Regions from separate parts of the Zea mays genome. Here region 1 is linked to region 2. The links are chromatin contacts, called in public Hi-C maps. All regions are on one chromosome and are shown on one strand. Each heading gives the region's core, a stretch centred on a gene start, on an enhancer-like site or on the middle of the called end of the contact. The rest is flanking DNA. Distances are from core to core; before and after follow the strand shown.

What was found. Hi-C and Micro-C count contacts between places; a contact is called where the count stands out from the background.
Region 1: a Hi-C map of ear shows a contact between it and region 2, with 2.1 times the contacts expected there. The contact joins the promoter of LOC100193497 here to the promoter of LOC100383970 in region 2. A contact is called at or near these places in 2 of 25 Hi-C or Micro-C datasets (ear and tassel).

What each region holds. Positions count from the first base shown.
Region 1 is chr2:53,758,004-53,761,601 of Zm-B73-REFERENCE-NAM-5.0, reverse strand. LOC100193497 (Ubiquitin carboxyl-terminal hydrolase) reads left to right here and starts at 2,069. Exons shown (of 11, transcript NM_001138611.2): 1 at 2,069-2,190; 2 at 2,477-2,748; 3 at 2,822-2,945; 4 at 3,506-3,598. The coding sequence starts at 2,503. It overlaps LOC542678 (SET domain-containing protein SET102), which reads left to right. Exons shown (of 11, transcript NM_001112195.1): 10 at 1-413; 11 at 531-932. The coding sequence ends at 797.
Region 2 is chr2:53,180,624-53,184,223 of Zm-B73-REFERENCE-NAM-5.0, reverse strand. LOC100383970 reads left to right here and starts at 1,339. Exons shown (of 2, transcript NM_001176583.1): 1 at 1,339-2,122; 2 at 2,594-3,115. The coding sequence starts at 1,439. The coding sequence ends at 2,920.

The sequences.
Region 1 (3,598 bases), core at 820-3,319, 580 kb before region 2:
AAAATCCTGGAAACACTGGAACAAATGAATTTGCGCCAATTATCGTCGACGAACTGACAAGCTCAAATGGATTAGCACCAATGAACGTTGAACCATTGACTGTAAGCTCAAATGAGTTCACGCCATCGAACGCCATGCCAATGGTAGCTCGTCTAGTCGAGAATGGGTCAACTGGATACAGCGCACAGGACACTCACGACGCTTCTCAGAATTCAGCGCCCAAAGCTGCAAATCACGCGAACCAAACTGGACCTCAGAACAACAGCAACCATTCAGCGTTGGTCCCTGTGAAGCCCGCGCCGAAACGCCGTGGCAGGAAACCGAAACGCGTTGTGCACAAGCAGCTGGACATCCCAGATATCTGCGACCGGCTTACATCGTCTGTGGCGTGCGAAGAAATACTGTACTGTGAGGTAATGGTCTGCTATGACTATGATCAGAACTCCCTTCTCTTAAAACAGTGTAGTAGTGGCGAACAATGTGAAGTTTAAGACGCATGCACCATGTAATGATCCATCTGATCTCGCCAGGAAGTGAAGAACCAGGCCGTTTCTGAAATCGATGCCCTGTACGACGAGATAAGGCCTGCGGTTGAAGAGCACGAGAGGGACAGCCAAGATAGCGTCTCCACAAGCCTCGCGGAGAAGTGGATCGAGGCTAGCTGCCGCAAGTACAAGGCCGAATTCGACCTGTATGCTGCAGTACTCAAGAACGTTGCCTCCACTCCACTACGGTCGAAAGATGATGTGGGCCCAAGAGAGCAGAACGGGTTGAAGTACCTGGAGAACGGCTCATGATTTTTTTTAGCTAGAAGCGTGGAATATTACGTACGCCTTCAATTTGTAGTATAGGGATTGCATTTTTTTTTAACTGTGGTTGGTCTTGTATTTAGGTAGAGGCATTGTAAGGTTACATGATTTTAAATAGCGTGGAATCATGTCAAACGCACATTTGATCTCGTTCTCGTGTTTATGCTGTCGACCTCATTCTGTTTTGCTAACACCATCTGCACTCTGCAGGTAACAAGCACACGTGGATAAATTAGTCTTTAGGAGCCGAGCCGGTTGGATGTGCACGCATCTGGTTGGATCTCAGAGATTAACACCAACAAAAAAATATTATAACCAAGACATAAGTTAGATCATAATAAGTAAAATTGATTGGATTTGCATGATATTTGTGCCCATATTGATGGAGATTAATCATCGATTTTTAAAGGATGGACACGAATATAAAGAATCGACTAGGTTTAGGTGTCAAGAAATTGTTGAACAATGATAGAATCTTTATTTTTCTATAATAGTACTATAAGAGCATCTCCAAAAAAACTCTCTATTTGACTCTTTATTTGTCACTCTATAAAGATTAAACTCTAAATATAACATCTAATTTCAACAGACTCTCCAAAATGCAAGTTAACTTGGCTAGTGAGAGTCAATTTAGAGAGCCGGATAGCTTGTCAAGTTAAATGGCTATCCTGTTGGAGAACTATTTTGCTATTAATTAGCTAAAATTTAGCTTAATAAGCTATTTAGCTAGTCTCTTGGAGATGCTCTAAGAGAGTTAAGTACGGGTAGTTCAACATGGATAAATTTATTGTAGAGTGGTGATGTATACTTATTTATTGAGAGTCGTTTAGAGGGAATGAGTAGACGAAACTGAGTTTGAACATCTTATCTGAGCTGCTTGTTCCGGTTGCCACTCTCTTTTTATTTGCACTTGTGTTGTATGGTTGCTAACTCTTTTTTTAAAAGATTTATAAGGTTCGGTCCTCTCTTAAATATAATGATATATAACGTGTTTGAGAAAAAATCTTTCTATATTTTTTGCCATATATTATACCCGTTCTCAAATATTTATCGTCCGATAGTTAATTTTAAATTAAATCGTGATATATAGAAAAGAACAGAAAGAGTATTAGACTGAAAAAACTAATTATTCTTTTTATTAACAATATATAATTAGAAGGAATAAAATATTTTTTTCTCCGTAACTAACGAGGTTTGTTTGGAGTTTGGATAGGCTTCCCTTCAGCAAACAGCCTGGTAGTTCTATTCAGCCGCTTACCGCGCGCTCTCTTGTGCGGCAATTGGGCGACCGCCGCCGCCCTAACTCAGGTGCCGAGGTCTTCGCCAGTAACTTCAACAGGTCCTCGCCTGGTCCTTCGCTGGCGAGGAGCATCTCCACCAGGTATGCACACCTTTTCTCCTCCCTTCCTGCTGTTCAAAACAGCAACTGAACCCTAACTTAGGCTATCTGGCTATTTGCATTCGGATCTGTTCTGAGTCAAGTGTATACATGCCTGCTAACTTCGTTGTTTTTCTTGGAAAGACACCCCAGACACAACCTTGTTTTTTTACTATTTATTTGTTGACACTTGGCTGCCTTATTTGCAGTACTATCACATCAATGCCCCGACAATGATTTCTTTGATTTCATCCTTTGGTAAATTTTCGTATTAACAAATTCTATGAAGACTTTCTGCTGGTTCAGGTGCGAATCATGGGGAAGTTTATGCATGACAATCCAATGCTATCATGTAGTGAAGTAAACAGACATCACTATAGTCTTGCGGCAGTTGCTGTCGGTTTGGGACTAGGAGTTGCCGGGTTATGCAAGGCATTGTATAGTGGTCTGTCCATACCATGGGTTTCTCCAAGGAATTTGTTTTCGGGATCAGGGAGGGCATACTATGTTGGAGGTCTGCGAAATCTTGGCAACAATTGCTTTCTTAATGTCATCCTCCAGGTAAATATTGACTGTCTAATTGTACTGACATCCAGCTATGTGAATGCTAAATAAGGTAGCCTTTCCTTGGCAGGCACTTGCCAGCTGTGATGGTTTTATTTCCTTTCTAGATAATTTGCTTGCAACTGATGGCTTGCTACCTGAAGAAAAGGCTGTAAGAATGCCTCTTCTTCTTGCTTTAAGTTCTCTCTTGGAAGGTAAGATTTATACTATGGACTATTGAACTTCTTATCATTTTCGAGATCCCCACTGTGAACTTCTAAATACGACTCAGTGTCCATTGCAAGTATTGTCCTTTTACTGCAGGCAATTTCAGGGGGGTGGGGGCTTCTATTGAGAATTTTTTAGCTGTATGTGAACCCCTATAATACAGTACATGGCTTATAAGTTCAAAGATCATGTGGGGTCCTCAGCTGCATATGCAACATAATGCATTCACCGGTGGTGGAATCCATGCAACCTATAATTTTTTTGACAGTGTTTTCTCCTATGCTCTGATTTTCTTGGGAATTGATAGGTCCTTGTTATTTGCATTGCTTGGATTCTTTGCTCCACATAATATGTTCTTGCTTCTATATAAAACCACTGAATGGGACTTCTTTTTATCTTTTTCGCTTTATTCTTCTGACATTGGTCATGTCCTGCAAAATATAACTGCATGGCACTCTATTCTTGATGTCCGCCATTTGATTATAAATGCTTTTTTGTTACATGCTCACAAATTGTTATTATTGTACTTGAGCTTTGCATGTTGCAGACTTAATCATAGTTCGAGATGAAAGGACTGTGTTGAATCCACATGGAGTAATGCATGCTTTGAGTTTGTATGTTGGTCACTTCAATCTGACCA
Region 2 (3,600 bases), core at 90-2,589:
CTGCCAAACACTCAGTTTTTCAGCCAGCTTCTACAAAATTTGTTTGGGTAAAAACAATCAACATAAACATATAATCGGTTAAGTCGTCGTAATAGTAGTAATCCGTCACTTTATAGATCTTGAGTCCCATGGACAACTTTATCTTCCTCCGCACGTAATTCTAATGATACTCAGATTCTCTACACAACCAGATTCTCCCCACAGCTAGATTCTCGGAAAAGCTGTTCAGAAAAAAGCTGAACCAAACAGACCCAAAGCTGACCTAAGGTGCCGCGCGTGCCGCCCGCCAGCTGAATTGCCGCGATCGAATCAAAGCGTTCTCCGGGGCAGATCGGCGCTGCGCGTGCGTGATTGTTATCAGGTGGACGGAGAACGGACTGGATCGCGATCACCCGTCGATGGATCCTCTCGTCCCGTTGTCAGGCAAGGCAGGCAGAGAGAGAGACGGTGTCAGGGCAATCTGTTTCAGGAACAGGGCCCTGTGCGGCGGCTTAGGCGAACCAGCCTCGCACACTACCGGTGGATGGAATCAACAAGTCAATGCTGCAGCTGCTCACGGATCACGATGCGGTCGCACGCGGTCTGCGCTTGCAGCTGCTCCACGGCTCGCGGCCCCGGGAACGGCCTTTTGTTGCATCGGGGCTGGAGTGGAGCGCCCTTGCGCTGTGGTATCTGTTGTGTTCTGTCCGTAGAATCGAATAGCCATCCAGAACTGCACGACCGCGTCCGGAAAGCTAAAGCCGGTGATACGGGACGGCGTAAATGAATCGGCAGGGGGTAGACGGGTAAGTACGTCACCTGAAAGCGCAAGAGGTGCAACTTGCAACAAGTCTTTTTACGGAAGGCGCGAAATGGCCCGATCGGATAAGGCCGAGTCCCAACTGACCGAAGTGAAGTGCACTGGGGGTACTCTGTTCCGTCCGATCCTGACGACGTTTCCTAATCAGCCAGCTAATACCCGGGCTGTAGACCATTCCTGCTGTAGCCGCCCGGCAAGCAATCTTCACATGGGCGGACGTCACAGAGAGGCCCATCTCGATGCTGCTTGCTGTATTCAGACCGTACAAGCTCGTCCGTCAACGGAAAACTGTTAGGTGCGGGGTTGCCATCGGGAGTGACCCTGATCTCTAGTCATTCAGACCAGTGCTGCACGTCTCTCTTCCTGCGACACACGGTTCTCGGTTTGCCCAGCCGGCAGCCGCACACAACACACGGACCCGTTCAACGGTTTAGGTTCACCGACCGTGAGTGTGTGTGTGAGTCGCGGAGTGGTGGGCGCGCACACACAATTCCCTCCCACCCCACCCCCACCCTCCTCGTCTACTACTTCTACCGCCCGCTGACCTGACCGAGTGCACCTCCACCTTTCCACTACCCCCCGCACAGTGCACACGCAGTTCGCACCCACGCCCCCCGCAGGCCGGAGGAGCCAGCCGCGATGGCGCAGCAGCCCCCGCACCGGCACGCCAAGACGGACTCGGAGGCGACGTCCAGCATGGCGGCGGCCTACTACGTGCAGTCGCCGAGCCACGACGACGGCGAGAACAAGACGGCCGCGTCCTCCTTCCACTCGTCCCCGGCGGCGTCCCCGCCGCGGTCGCTGGGCCGGGCGTCAAGGGACTCCTCCTCGTCCTCCCGCTTCTCCTCCGCCAAGGCCGCCTCCTCCTCCGTCGCTGTCCCCGTCCCCGGCGCCGGCGCCGGCGGGCGGCGGCGCGGCAGCCCGTGGATGAAGGAGGCGGCCATCGAGGAGGAGGGTCTCCTCGGCATGTCCGACGACGACGACGGCGACGGCACCAGCCGCGGCGCGCTCAGCGCGATCCCTAAGAGGGCGCGCTACGCGCTGGGCTTCGCGGGCGCCTTCCTCGCGCTCTTCTTCCTCTTCGCGCTCGTCCTGTGGGGCGCCAGCCGCGCCCAGCGCCCCGTCGTCACCCTGCGCTCCGTCACCTTCCACCGCTTCGTCGTCCAGGCCGGCACCGACGCGTCGCTCGTGCCCACCGAGATGGCCTCGCTCAACGCCACCGTCGCCCTCGCCTTCCGCAACGCCGGCACCTTCTTCGGCGTCCACGTCTCCGCCGACCCCGTCACGCTCCACTACACCCAGCTCCAGCTCGCGTCGGGCGATGTAAGTCAAACACCTTCTGAATTTTGTCTTTACGATATGCATTGTTACTCTGTTTTTTTTTTAACCATATGCATTGTTAGCATACATATAGTGTAAGAACAGAGCAAGGTACGGGTCTTTCTTTCGTTGGTAGTACCAGTAGATTTCATAGATAGATAAATAGATATATACGGAGAGTGGAGTACAGCTGCACACAGAGTCACTGACATTGACCCGAACAACACGCGGTAGCATAGCAGTAGGCAGTAGCCGCCGATAGCGACTTGTGACGGGAACAGAGGAACACAGAGAGAGCCACCAGCGCCACCGGCCCGTGTGCCGTGGAAACTCGAGCAGACACAACACAGCTCTCATGCCTTGCAGTTTCCCGCACGGCTGCACTGCACTGCATGGCCCCCGCATCCTGGGCCTGGCATCTCAATATTATCTGACGGGCCGGACTCGGTTGTTGTCGCGTTGCATTGCATGCAGATCAAGTATTTCTACCAGCCGCGGAAGAGCCAGCGCGGGCTGGCGGTGGCGGTGGTGGGCGACAAGGTGCCGCTGTACGGCGGCGGGTCGGGCCTGAGCAGCACCGCGACGACGCTGCCGCCGCCCAGGAAGCGCGCGCCGGCGGTGGTGGTGCCGCCGCCGCCCGTGCCGCTGCAGCTGGCGGTGCGGCTGCGGTCGCGCGCGTTCGTGCTGGGCAGGCTCGTCGCCCCCAAGTTCTACACCGAGGCGCGGTGCCGCGTCACCATGGACCAGACCAGGCTCGGCAGGCCCGTCTCCCTCGCCAAGGCCTGCACCTACACCCACTAGCTAGAGCGAAAGCGAAACACGCGCGCGCGCGCGCCTGCTGCCCTCGCCGTTTTGTTCTTCACTTGAGTTCTCTCTCCGTCGTCGTTATACTACTACTACCGCCTGCGTGTGCTTGCGTGCGTGCGTTACATTTGGATGCATGGGGCCATTGTTGCTCGGTTGTTGTCATGTATGTACAGAGGATTTCTTTTTTTTTCTTTTTCTTTTTTGGTGTTGGAGAGTTTTCATTGTTGCTCGCTTCTTGTTCTCCTTCGTGACCAGCTTCGTGTAGATCTGACTCTTGCTGAGATATAACTGAAGCGCATCCGTATCACTGCTGTGCCAAGTCGCAGTGGCACACGTAAAGGATGGATGCGGGTCGTACATTAATTAAGTAGCGCAGTAGCTAGACCTGTTCTACCGATCCTAGCGCATTGAAGCGGGCAGGGTTCAGATGTGCCGAGCGAAGGCGTCAGGGGCATGGAGCTCACATGGACACTGTCTCGGACAGCCAGAGATCGCGGAGCTCGTATCCTATCCTACGATATCGATATATAGTAGCCCCTGTGGGAGAGTGTCTCTCCTTGGGGCTAGGCTAACTCGGGTCGGGCGGCGTTTGCCGTGCCGGCAAGCCACCTCTGTCATGGTGAAGTTGATGAAGGCATAACTGTTGTTCGTCTCCTTCCTAAAATTCATTGACA